Regions from separate parts of the Zea mays genome. Here region 1 is linked to region 2. The links are chromatin contacts, called in public Hi-C maps. All regions are on one chromosome and are shown on one strand. The core of a region is the stretch at or near the end of the contact, and the rest is flanking DNA. Distances in the headings are between cores, read along the strand shown.

Evidence for each region. Hi-C and Micro-C count contacts between places; a contact is called where the count stands out from the background.
Region 1: a Hi-C map of endosperm shows a contact between it and region 2, with 4 times the contacts expected there. The contact joins the enhancer-like site here to the promoter of LOC100273259 in region 2. A contact is called at or near these places in 16 of 25 Hi-C or Micro-C datasets (bundle sheath, ear, endosperm and 6 more) and 2 of 3 datasets of contacts at active chromatin or transcription factors (leaf and seedling).

What each region holds. Positions count from the first base shown.
Region 1 is chr1:40,037,856-40,044,487 of Zm-B73-REFERENCE-NAM-5.0, forward strand. No RefSeq gene overlaps it. Among protein-coding and RNA genes, the nearest start is that of LOC100273259, 35 kb to the left of the region's middle. Within about 2 kb of position 1,891, at least 15 of the 20 cell types and tissues checked have an H3K27ac peak or open chromatin away from gene starts, as enhancers often do. A contact at or near this core is called in bundle sheath, ear, endosperm and 5 more, where this site is marked.
Region 2 is chr1:40,004,944-40,010,829 of Zm-B73-REFERENCE-NAM-5.0, forward strand. It overlaps LOC100273259, which reads left to right and starts at 1,461. Exons shown (of 6, transcript NM_001147701.1): 1 at 1,461-1,599; 2 at 1,859-2,150; 3 at 2,262-2,359; 4 at 2,471-2,596; 5 at 2,678-2,947; 6 at 3,096-3,630. The coding sequence starts at 2,267. The coding sequence ends at 3,317.

The DNA of each region.
Region 1 (6,632 bases), core at 641-3,140, 33 kb after region 2:
TCTTTTGCTCCGTCTTCTGAAGTCTGTTATCTATTTCTCTTCTAATATATTGAAGAGGCAAGTCTTTTGCCGCTTCCTTTCAAAAAAATGTATTTAGCTCAAAAACTCTATAACTTGCAACTCTGGAGAGTTAGATTGTTTGGATGATTTCAGTCAACTCCCCTTCAAGCATGTTCGGTTAAAAACGTATTAAATCTCTTTCTAGTTATAATTAAATAGAAAATAATTTAATCTCCTCAATTTCCTTCTATCGCTGTGCAACTGAACAAGGTTTTAGGTATATACAACCTCATTTAACATGAAGTCTCTTTGAGAGATTTTTATGAGGGGCTAATTAAAAAGATATAAGAAACGGACTCTCAGCACATCTGTACATGACTTTCCGTACGTATTGTTTCTTAACTTTATTTATGGTCAAAGGGCTCAGTGTTGTATCATACAATCTCTTAACTGTCTTTTATACTTAGAAAATTAAACCACCGTCTCAAGGTTGTACATGCCATGAGGACTTATTCGATTAGAAGTGAATTAAGGGGGATTGAAGGGATTAAAATCCTCTCATATTTTTGAATATTAGGGGATTAATCTCTTTCAATCTCACTCAATCCACTCCTAGCAAAAAAACTCTTAGAACTGATTTGGTGATCAGGGAATTGAAGAGGATCCATGAGAAAAAAAAAACCCTTGCTATTCCTCGTGAGTCACCTACAATTCTCCTTGCCACCAGGCCTTAGAGTTTTGATACGGAGCCCAAACACTCTTAAAACATGTTTAGCCTGGCTCGAAGCACAACAATGTATGGAGCATACAGCCTTCGGAGCTCTACAAGCAGCACAACAAACACAAGGAGCATATTGTGCCTCGTCAACTTAGTGCCCACGAGCATCTCGTTGAGAGACTGACACTCGCAAAATCGATAAAGTTATCATAAATGCCTAGCTTGCTGTCAATAATTAAATACATCACCTACCACTATTCAGAAAAAATATGAACATTAGCATGAAGTCGAATACTTAAATCTAGATGGCTAAGCTCCACAAAAAAAAATCAATCAGTTAAGCTACGCTCCATTCCCTTACGGCACATCGACGCTATATTTTTCTTAAATCAAACTATTTTAAACTTAGCTAAGTTTATATAAAAAAGTACTATTTATTGTGACTCTAAATAGTTAATGAATATAATTACATTTATTTTAAAATAGTATAAAATGTCAACGTTCTTTTATATAATTCAGTCGAATTTAAGATAGTTTAATTTGGATTAAAACTATACTATAATTCTTGTCTAGATGGAAGAAGGGAGTTACTTCAATTAATCACTAGTCACTTCACCTTCCTGTTGGCTAGCCTAGTACTAGTAGCAAGTACTATCGTACCAAAGAGTGGCACGGAGTAGGGAACAAACGACGAAACCACATACGGGAGACAGCCTGACAGCTAGATGCGAGTAGCAAGTTGATTTTGTTTTGTTTTAACCAGGCACCACTTTGCTTCTCTGAGAAAGATTGGTGCGCTGGAATACACATTTTGTTATTACTCTCCCTAGCTTCAGCCGCGAGCTTTACATAAGAGCGTGCATGCCATCACGGTCGAACAACAATTTTGTATATCAGGTGTCGACGCAGCAGTTGCGTCGACAGAAGACCGGCCAGTAAATGATGGCATCAGCTAGCTGCTGTCTGAAATTAAACGAGCACACAAATGCCACGTTGTTGTATGTCTTATATATACTCGTGCAAATAATGATGTATGAACGACGGCTGGCTCACGGCACCTTGATCCTGATATGCCGAGAGAGAGAGAGAGAGAGAGAGAGAGAGAGAGAGAGAGAGAGAGAGGCAGCCAAACGAGATCGATGATGTGCTGCTGCTAGCTGTAGGGGCCTGTATGCGTGCGTACGTAAGGAGCCGGTGGGGTCGGCGCCGTTGTCGGTGGCGAGGGAGAGAGGGACGGCGGAACCGGCCGGCAACTTCCAGATCGCCTGTGGCTCCGATTCACATCGCACCAGCAGCAACGCATCCTCCAACCCCATGCAACAACGAACGAACGAAACAAATAGCGGCTGTGGGCTGTGGCGGTGGTGGGCGTACGTTGCAGTGCTGGTCAGCGTTGGAACGCAAGTGCGCGCACGTACGTCGTCTCAGGCTCTCCGCTCTCAGCTCGCTCGTCGCTTTTTTTTCTCGGTGGGCAAAGCCCAAAGCCAACCAAAAGGGGCTCCAGCGAATGAACATAAACCAACAGGGGCTAGAGCTAGAGCTAGACGAGACGGCCGGCCTCGCGCGGACGGCCGCGGAGAGTGGCTGTCCTCTCCCGTCGCGCGCGCGCGCACTTCCGTCGTCCGTTGCCCACCAGCCCTCACGGCCGGTGTTTTATTTCCCTTCCAATAAGCGATGCGGACCGACGGCCGCGTCGCTGTCGCCGTCGCCGTCGCGTCCAGCTTTGCTATATATGCAACGTTCAGTGCCGCCTGCTTGTCCTAGCTAGCTTGGCCACCACCACAGATGGTGGCCGCCCTGCGAGTTTTGGTGCCTTGCCTTTTGTTTCTCTCGGGGGCTACACTGTCTCAGCTCGGTGGGCATGCATAAAGCGTAGCGCGTAGGTTGCGCTGCCTGAAAGGGAGGTTCTTCGGAGGTACCTTGTGCATCGTACGTACGTCTAGCAGGCTGCTAAACAACAAGGTTTGTTTAGTAGGACGAACAACAATAATTAGTGTGTGGAAGTGGAAGCTAGTGCCGCCCGTCGAGCGGGCGAACCTAGTATAGAAAGAAGTTTAGCATATCATGTAGGCACAAGAACCGGTCTCTCTTAGTCACAAATGTTATCCCACTCATATATGTAATGTAATTGGAGAGTAGTGTGCTGCTGGCCGTCCATTTTAGCTTGCACTGATTGGCTGCGTTTTACATACCTTTCGTCGACCGTCTGCCGTCCGCACGATCCCTACCGATCGCGCGGCAGATTTAAATGCTGGTACGGGAGAACTTTTTCCTTCTAGTTTAGGACTTGCACACGTAGCCTAGCTAGTGACACTGACAAGGACTGAAGCTGAAATGGGCTGCGTTGGCGTTGCGTACACATAGCTCATACATCATGCTGCGTGTTCAATTCCACTGAAAAATACTCCCTCCGTTTCTTTTTATTTGTCGCTGGATAGTGTAATTTTGCACTATCCAGCGACAAATAAAAAGAAACAGAGGGAGTACTACTTATTAGCTCATCTCTTCCACTGAAATTAAAATAGTGACGAGCTTATTAGCTTGGCTGAGAGCTCTGAACCATGACCAGAGAGCATGAGTCCATCGCTCCCTTCTTGACGTTTTCCTGGACAGGAAGCTAGCAGATGATTTGAGGGCGATGATGGCAACAGAGGAATTATACAAGTAGAAGGCAGGCAGCTAGGAGACAAGAGCTCCGGTGGGCCGGGCTGGCTATAGGCTAGATGCCCTGAATGAGCTCTCAAGAAAGCGTCGCTGGAGCTAGAGGCCATCCAAGCCGAGTCCAGCTCAGCGCTTATCCCCGGGAGACGCGGTGGGGGTCTGCACTTGTGGCGTGGAATTCTTCCGAGAACACAGCCACGGGAGGAGTGGTACGTGTTAGACGCGGCGGCGTTCGTGGCCACCGTGCTGCCCCACCCCCTGCAGCACGGGGATCGGACAAGCCGGCAGGCAGGAGATGGTCCACAGGTCGCCCAGCGATCCCGTCCCGTCCCGCATGGTGTCCCATCAGCTGATCAGAAGGGTGAAGTGGATTTTGGATCGGAATGCTTTTTGTTAAGCCTGTCATGCGTCATGTAAATCATCCAGCCCTGGATCTTTGCTCCTAGTCCAGCGCGGCTGGAAACACCATCCATGAGTTAATCTTAATCCTCTCTCTGTCTCTCTCTCTCGTCCACGGATTTGCACATGAATAATCCATAGAGTTGTTGGCAGGTTGCGTCGTCAGGTTGGATTTAACGAGGAAAAAGGTCCCAAACCAACCAACCGGTTTCTGAATACATGGGCTGAAGCTGAACAACGTGTAACGCGCAGAGGAAAACAACTAGATAAATATAGTCTGAAAACAACTAGTTTCTGAATCCACTTCTTACCAGCTTCAGAAACATTCACTCCTCGTCTGCTATTCGGTACCTGATCGAAAAGTTCCATTGCCATCTTGGCCAGTGGGCCCAACTCGACTTTCCCAAGGGCCGAAGCTTTCGGGCTTGAAGAAGAAGAAGCCCAGTGCCCCGTGCGGCCGTTAACGAAGAAGCCCACATCGCAGTCTTGCAGTGCAGGCCCACTGCAAGTTTGTTAGTCTGGTAGCTGTACAGTGTATGCGGAGGCCTCTGCAGACTGAAGTCTGCAAAGCGTCCTATAAAAGCTCTCACCCATCCCGTGCCACTGCCTCGGCTCACGCCAACGGCCGAACCTGGCGAGCTAATTGATCTGCATGACAATTGACAAGCCACCACCCCCTTCTCTCTCAAGCACTGTGTCGGGCTGGCGGCTAGGCTACACATCAGAGTGGGGGTGTGACTGTATAAGCCTATCAGAAACGGAAAGACATGGGGGCCCCTCTGAAGAAGAAGGTACTCCAGGTTGTTGCAAGAATGCTAGCTAGGTGCATGCACGTCAAATGGCGAAAGGATTAAGCAACTAACTAGCTGGTGCATTTGTGATAAGGAGGGGGGAAAAGAACGAGCCCTATCGTCCGTCCCGGCCGCTTTCCCTTTACGCCAGGGGATCACAGGTTGGGAAAACAACGCCGCAAATAATCATGTCCTCGGAGAGGAGAGACATCAGCGCCATCATCACGGACAGCCTCTTTCAGTGCACAAGCTGTTGGTTCCATGTCCCCGTCGCCCTTTATCTTCTTCTTTTTTCTCGGCTCACAACTCACATGCACGGACCATCCCGTGCCGTGATCACGTTCGCCCAAGGACCAGCCTTAAGTCTTCACTCCAGGGTTGACAAGGCGGTGAAGAAACGAGGGAGCAACAAAGACACGGACACCGTGACGGTACAGACTACAGCAGACTCTTTTGAACACCTCTGTTGCCACTCGAACTCAGGTGAACCTCGCTGCGAGTTGCAAACAGGGTCTCTGCTACGTTTGCCTCAATTGTCAAGTGAGACAATTTAGCGATTAATCACAGATTTTTAATGTCACATAATAAATACAAAGTAGGAGTAAAATTACACACGGTACACTTAGACCTGCAAACGGGGGAGTGTAAGCGGGTATTTTAGGTGGGTTTAAGAAAAAAGTTTATTTTGGTGGGTTGTGGTGGGTTTTAATTGTAAATGGTTTGGGTTGGGTGAGTTTATTTTGTATTGTGGGTTAAAATGGTTGATACCCATGGGTGTAGATGGGTTTGCGTAGGCGTGGGCTTCCATGAGTCTTCACTCATCCACACATGGTTCTTCCACACATGGTTCTTTTCTTTTCACTTCCACGGAGATTTATATGTCGTTCGGTGGGCTTCTGATGCTACCTAGATATGCTCATCCACTGTTGCTAGCTTCGAGCTTGATCATAGACTTTTTCCACTGCTGCTAGTTTATATTTCTTGCCAAAAAGATTATTGTTCATTAAGGATCTTTAACATATGTTTTTTGTTATTTTCTCGAGACCTAAATGTTCATCGACCAAACTTGTTTTTGTATCATTGTATAATATTATTGTCACTATTTTTTATGTCGTGGACTATGTTTTTTGTACGTCATTGAAACTACCTATAAAATTGTTATTGTGTATCAGTGTATGTGTATGCAGTTGGCTTGATGTGAGACAATAAGCTGAACCCATGGGGTTTCCATGGGTTTTCACCCAATTACGGGTTGGTTTGGGGTCAATAATATTATTGGATGGGTTGGGTTTAATTTCCTTCTTATATTTTGGAGTGGGTGTGGGATGGATATCAAAGTTATTATATTTGGGTATGGGTGGGAGTGGGTTGAATTTTTTGCCATTAGCAGGCCTAGGTACACTTAGGTCCCCTTTGGCAGGGCACCGACTCCCCGAAAAATAGTTCTGGTTCTTCCTGCTCCTTGACTTTTCTAGAAGAGCCAGAGCCGTTTTGCAATTTGTTTGGTAAAATAGCTTCTCATTGTTTATTTCGAATGGTGTATGAGAAATATATAGTGTTGGGGCGAAGGCAAAGACGCCACCCTTCGCTCGTCGCCCTTCGCCGCAGTCGCTGGTCTGACAAAGACAAAACGGGCAGGGACACCCTTCGCTTCATTCAGCACCAGACGAAGGCCTGCGGTGACGTCTCCCCATAGCACGGCCTCGTCCTGCTCTGAGGCCCACGTGTGATCTGGCCCATTGTAACGGGCCCCGCGTGGCCGCCTTTGTGTTACGGGCCTAGTTTGTAAAGGCATTCTTGTAATTACGGCTTGTAACCTGCTTTATGGGAATATTCTGGAGATAAACTAGGTGTCTGAGGGCACATGCGTCCTTAACACAAGGCGCTGGGCACTCAGATACCTATAAATACCCCCGCACAGTGCCCGTGAGAGGCTAGATTAACAGAGCTATTGCCCCCGTGCACGTAACCCTGTTGTCACCACCGTTCTCCCTTGTTGGCTTCCTTGCTGCTGAGAGCAAGTTCCAACATTTGGCGCCCACCGTTCGTGCTACGACCAAACC
Region 2 (5,886 bases), core at 211-2,710:
GCGTGACTAGCAATGTGGGAGGCTGACACATGAGGAGTACCTACTCTCACAAGGCAACTCAAAAGGGGAGTCTCTTAGTGGGTACTATCCTTTAGATTTTGTTTTGTTTATTGCAAACATATCGGGTTTGTATGATATGGTACACGATGCTCATGATGGGTTAGTTATTTTTGTTGGTTTTAATTAGACTTGATCCAACCTTAATCATATAAATTTTAATGTCTATAATAAAATTAGTGTAATAAATAATAATCGTGTATATTAAATTGATAGTGAATTGACTTAGATGCAGATGTAGATGTAGATTATTTTTAATATTAGATGTATATATATGAATTTTTAGAAAATAATCACATCAATTTTGAAACAGGCGGAGAGAGAGTGGGAGAGAAAAGAAAGAACATTTTAAACTATTAGTTATAGGTCTAGATCTAGATAGAGATAGGCAACACACATCATGCATGTTGTTCCATTGTGTTATCTTTTCTTAGTTCGCACTCTGCACACATCTTCATTAGTTTATTCATCTTTTTGCATATTTTTTCATCCTTTCTCCCCTCATATCCATGGCAGACAAGGACCCAATAATGTCACCTTTCCATGAGTTTACCTCTACACTCTTCTCCTCTCATAAGTCTGAGCGAATCTGATGACCATGAGCCCTCCTCTAAGAATAAGTTTAGTAGATACAACAACCTCGAACCAGGTTAGTTGGTAACATTTTGTAGTATCAGAATTGGGGGTTTTGTGTTCTCTAAAAGAGATTTTGTTGAGACCGACGAAGTTTGAGGTGACGATAAAGGTGGGGGACGTCACTCTGAGTTATGGGAGAGAGACCGATGGTAGACGGTTGAAAGGTGGGCGGTATTTTAGCACCCAAGTCATGTCGAAAACAAACACTTATTTTAGAGTTGAAGAAGATTATTGAGATTAGAGATGGCTGTGGTCATGAGCATCAACGAAGACGGTGTTTCACCACCAGGGATGGCGAGTGGTGGACGACTGGAAAAAAGATTGTGCGCCCCCTACCAGTCATGCTAATAACATGACCGAGCGTGTGTTAACCGTGTCCATATGAATATGAAGTACTAGTAATATATAATATGCAAGCCATAATAATTTTGTGCCTACTCCAGCTATCAAAATTCCTGTTATGTCCTCCCGTGGCAACACGCTCCGTCCCAAAACTTTCCAGAAACATTGAGGGGGCAGTTCGGGAAGAAGTGGGGGAAAATCACTGCCCCCCATCGTTTTGTTAGGGCCAATCATGGGGCGACAGCTGGGTGGCACTGCTCCGGAGGCTATTAACAACTGGGGTTAAGCGAGTTAACAAGCGCACGCCATTGGACTGGTCAGCTGCTAACCGCGGCTGCTAATTCCGACCGGGGAGCCAGCCAGCCACGGCTCGCTCGGCTATATAAACCAACACGCCCCCGCCTCCTCTCCTCCCCCTCCGCCTCCTGCTCTCTCTCGCCTCTGGTTGGCAGAGCTCTCTTGAAGCCTCGAGACTCGTCTCGCCGCTGCTCCCTCAGCTCTGCCGCTGCGTGCCTCCGTTAGCTGTTGCATTGCAGCGCAGCCCCGCGAGCCTTGAGCTGCTAGGTATGCTCGCGTTCTTGGCCGCTGGAAATGTGGGTCAGTTCAGAGCTCTGATGAACTCTGCGCCGAGGATGGGAAAAAGGACGGGATTGCTTATTAGATTTGAAAATCGAAATAGTGATTTAGTTTTTCAGGGTTCTAGAAAGAATGATAAAATTTTGAGGGGGCGTAAATAATGACATGACCGAATCGGAATTTGGCTTGGAATTAATTATCGGGAGAAGTGTTCGGACTGCCTGCTAATCTCGATTCCTCTCTGCAGCTCGCCCTTCACCACAGTCCTCAGACATGGAGTTCGAAGACCGCTGCCACAAGGTCCAGGAGCCCAAGTTCGACTGCCTGCTCTTCGGTAAGCCGCTGCTCTGCTTCCTGCGAAAATGTCGCGGCCCGTTGCTGTCATATTTTTGTTCCGTCCTGCTGTTTCCTCCTCCCTCTGCTCTGCCTCCTCACCGAATGCAAGGGTTTTTCTGATCGGTTCTCGCCTACAGACCTCGACGACACCCTGTATCCGCTGAGCGCCGGGATCGCAGGCCATGTCAAGAAGAACATTGAAGGTGAGGTTCCTGTTCTCCTGCTGTTACTGCCTGCTTCTTCTTTTTTTACTGTCTAAAAGTTCAGTGAGCTGAGTGCCTGCAACTCTTCGCTTTTGCCACCATTCATTTCAGATTACATGGTTGAGAAGCTGGGTATTGACGAGACCAAGATCGAGAACCTGGGCAATCTGCTGTACAAGAACTACGGCACCACGATGGCTGGACTCAGGGTACGTGTATTGCAGCTTCCCTGTTGCTTTGAGTTGTTTGCTTTTTCTATTAGTGAATCAGTGAGCTAAAAAGGCCCTACCTTTTTTTCCCCATTCCTTTGGATTTCCCAGGCCATCGGCTACAGCTTCGATTACGATGAGTACCACGCCTTCGTCCATGGAAGGCTGCCGTACGACAACATCAAGCCTGACCCCATTCTCAAGCACATTCTCAAGAACCTGCGCATCCGCAAACTCGTAAGCGTCGTCCTCAGGCGACACAAATTTCTCCTCCTTCGGGCAAGAGTCGAGTTGCTGAAACGTACGTACCTGTTCCAGATATTCACCAACGGTGACATGGTCCACGCCGTGAGAGCCCTCAAGAGGCTGGGCCTGGAGGACTGCTTCGAGGGGATCATCTGCTTCGAGACCCTGAACCCGCCCTGCCCGCCGCAGGGAGACCAGGAGCCCGAGATCTTCGACATCGCCGGCCACTTCGCCCGCTCCGGCACCGCCGACGAGCTGCCCAAGACCCCCGTCCTGTGCAAGCCTAACGTGGACGCCATGGAGGAGGCGCTCAGGATCGCCAACGTCAACCCGCACAAGGCGGTGAGTTTCCGAGCTCTGGCACCCAACACAATTTCCATTCCTGTTCCTGACGTCGCATCCACATCTTGAAGAAACATTTTTTATTATTTTTTATTCTGCTTGACCATCTTCTCCCTGACGAAAGCTTTACCTGATTGATCTCCTGCAGATCTTCTTCGACGACAGCGTACGCAACATCCAGGCCGGGAAGCAGATTGGCCTCCACACGGTGCTGGTGGGCAAATCGCAGCGGGTGAAAGGCGCGGACCACGCGCTGGAGAGCATCCACAACATCAGGGAAGCGCTGCCGGAGCTGTGGGAGGAGGCCGAGAAGGCGGAGGACGTGCTCTACCCCGAACGCGTTGCGATGGAGACCTCGGTCACCGCGTAAAACCCCTGAATGCCTCCGGTGCACCGTCAGCCGAACTTTCTCGACATCTCCAGGACCGCATCAACGATCACATGTCACTCGCTCCCCGAGCCAGGGCCGGTGATGATCTCGCGCTGGAACTGAATCCACCAGCAATGGCCGGGCCGAGGATCGATTTCCGACAGCAGGAAGGGTGCAGCATGTAAAGGGGGAACAGATGAGATCATGTTTGTTTGGGTTGGTCCCCCGTTGTATATGTAGTTATGTATCAGCCAGTCCTTTGTTTGTAAATTACCAGTATTTAGAAGTAATAAGAAAATGGGGGTTTACGTGTACGTTTCCTGTGCTCTGTCATCTGAAGCAATAAAACTGGTTAGCAAGACCGGAAGAGCGACATATTTGTTTCTCTGCTGAATGGCTGACAGCCAGATTTCTCTTCCATCTCCCCGATTCCATGAGACGTCAAGCTCCTTTCCTTTGGCAGCTGTTGAGCACTTGAGAACGTCCCGTTACAAACACTAGTACGTTTGCTAGTCGTACAAATAAGGGAGAAACATTCTGATGCGAACTAGTACCTGAATTTGTCATTAAAACGTGGGTCAAACTGCAACACACCAACCTGAACTTGTCATTAAAGTGTGTGGCCAACTAGATTAGTAAAAAGCAAAAGGTACATCCAGACACAATAGAGGGCAAGAAAAAGAAACACATCTCCCAAACAATTAAAAAAAACCAGGTAAATAAGTCAATTACACATCAACACCACTCCCTTATCTGGTGTATGATTTGAAGAATTAATCCATTCTAGATAAGCTGGTGCATTCATTTCACAATTTTGTGGAATAAACTTTTTTTGAAACGACACGCACAAGGTAGCGCGTGTTATATTGATAGAGAAGAAAAATACAAGACTATGATCATGGGAGATCATAGGCAAGAAAAGAAAAAACAAACTCATCCAGTTGGATCGGAACATCAACACGGGTTACCGCTCAACTATACTCACTAACGAGTTGGATTGGGACATCAACACGGCCCAGCACTACTCACAACGACCATAGAGTAGACATAGCACAACCGCAGCTTCCACCCACAACCGCACGCTTGCGATCATTGAAACCTCTGAAGTGATCCAGCGCCGATAGAGGAGAAGAGGGGCAGACACCACCACACCGAGAAGGCCATCGACTCGCAGGACCCATTGCCGCAGTGATGTTGCACCAAAGCCGACCACCCGACGGAATGAAAACACCAAGTCTGAACAACATAACATGCAGGGGCCTCGCCACATCCGCCGTTGGACGCCTCTCTCTCTCGTGCGCGGGAACCTCCAAACCCGCTACACAGCTCCCCACTCCGGACTTGTTTCAGGAAATGTCGTTAAGGTAGCAAGAAGAGGTGCCCCACCCTCTAGGAATCTTATCAGGCCTCCGAAACCACCACCGTGGTTTGAAATCATCTCATTGCTTTCCCTCGCACATGAAGTCGTCGCCAACGAGCTAGAAGAACGAAGATGTCGCAAGCGTCGTCTTCCAATATTGTACCGCACCGGATGGGTTCAGCCACGTTGGACAACCCGTTGCGATCCGTTGCAGGCCAAGTCATCATTAGTTGGCATTGTCGTTGCCGCAAGCGTCGTCCTTCAACGATGTCTCGCACCGCACTGGCGATTGCCGAGAAACACCAGGCGCCACGGCACGCTGCGAGCAGCCTAACAACAACCGAGTGAAGACCCCCGACCACTAACAAGAGAGCAGACGTCCTTGCGTGAGGTAGACAACCCCCTTATCGCATGCTCTACGACTGATTCGTCACCACCGGTCGAAGCAACCACAAACAGCAGGCCGACCATGCCATCGATTGAACGGTGTCTCTAGAGACGATGCCTCCTAGGAGGCCATGACGCCCACAGGCGTCGTAGTCGCCCGTCTAGGAGCTGGACCGGGTTTTCACCCAGAGACCTCGTGCAGCAGGGTTGCAACTCCAAAATGACGCCCTCAACAGGGAGAGCGCCGCCCGAAGGCGCCGTCGCCATTCCACTAGAATGAATCTAGTGAGGGCTTACGCCCGGATCATCGAACACCCGCTGCACGTGTTCGCCGTAGCAAGCCAGCACCACCATTGCGGCTGCCCCAACCGAGGGACATTACTGTCGCATCACCGCACATCCCGCCGGCCATCCACGCGCCCCGGCAACACACCAACGACGCGCCGCACTAGGGGACGCAGGGTTGGTTAACTCCCCGACCACCGCCACCGCAGGCGGCCTCCACCGGCGTCTGCAGCCGCAATCCTCCCACTGCCAACCACTGTCGCAGAAGTGGGTGTGCACCTCCGCGGCGCCGCACCTCGCGCGTCAGGGCTGGCAGTCGCCGCGCCGGGGTCAGAGCCGCGCCACCATGGCGCCGTTCCCGCCCGTTGGGAGATACGAGGTGCTGCGCTATGCACGCCCTGCAGGCGCCACGCCACCGCCAAGCCCGCGGCCGACCGCCCGCCAACGCTCGCCGTAGTCCTTTGCCGGATACTGCCGCCGCCGCGCTCGACGCCCCCACCGTCACCCACCGTAGATTCAGTCAGTGAAGGTCCGGAT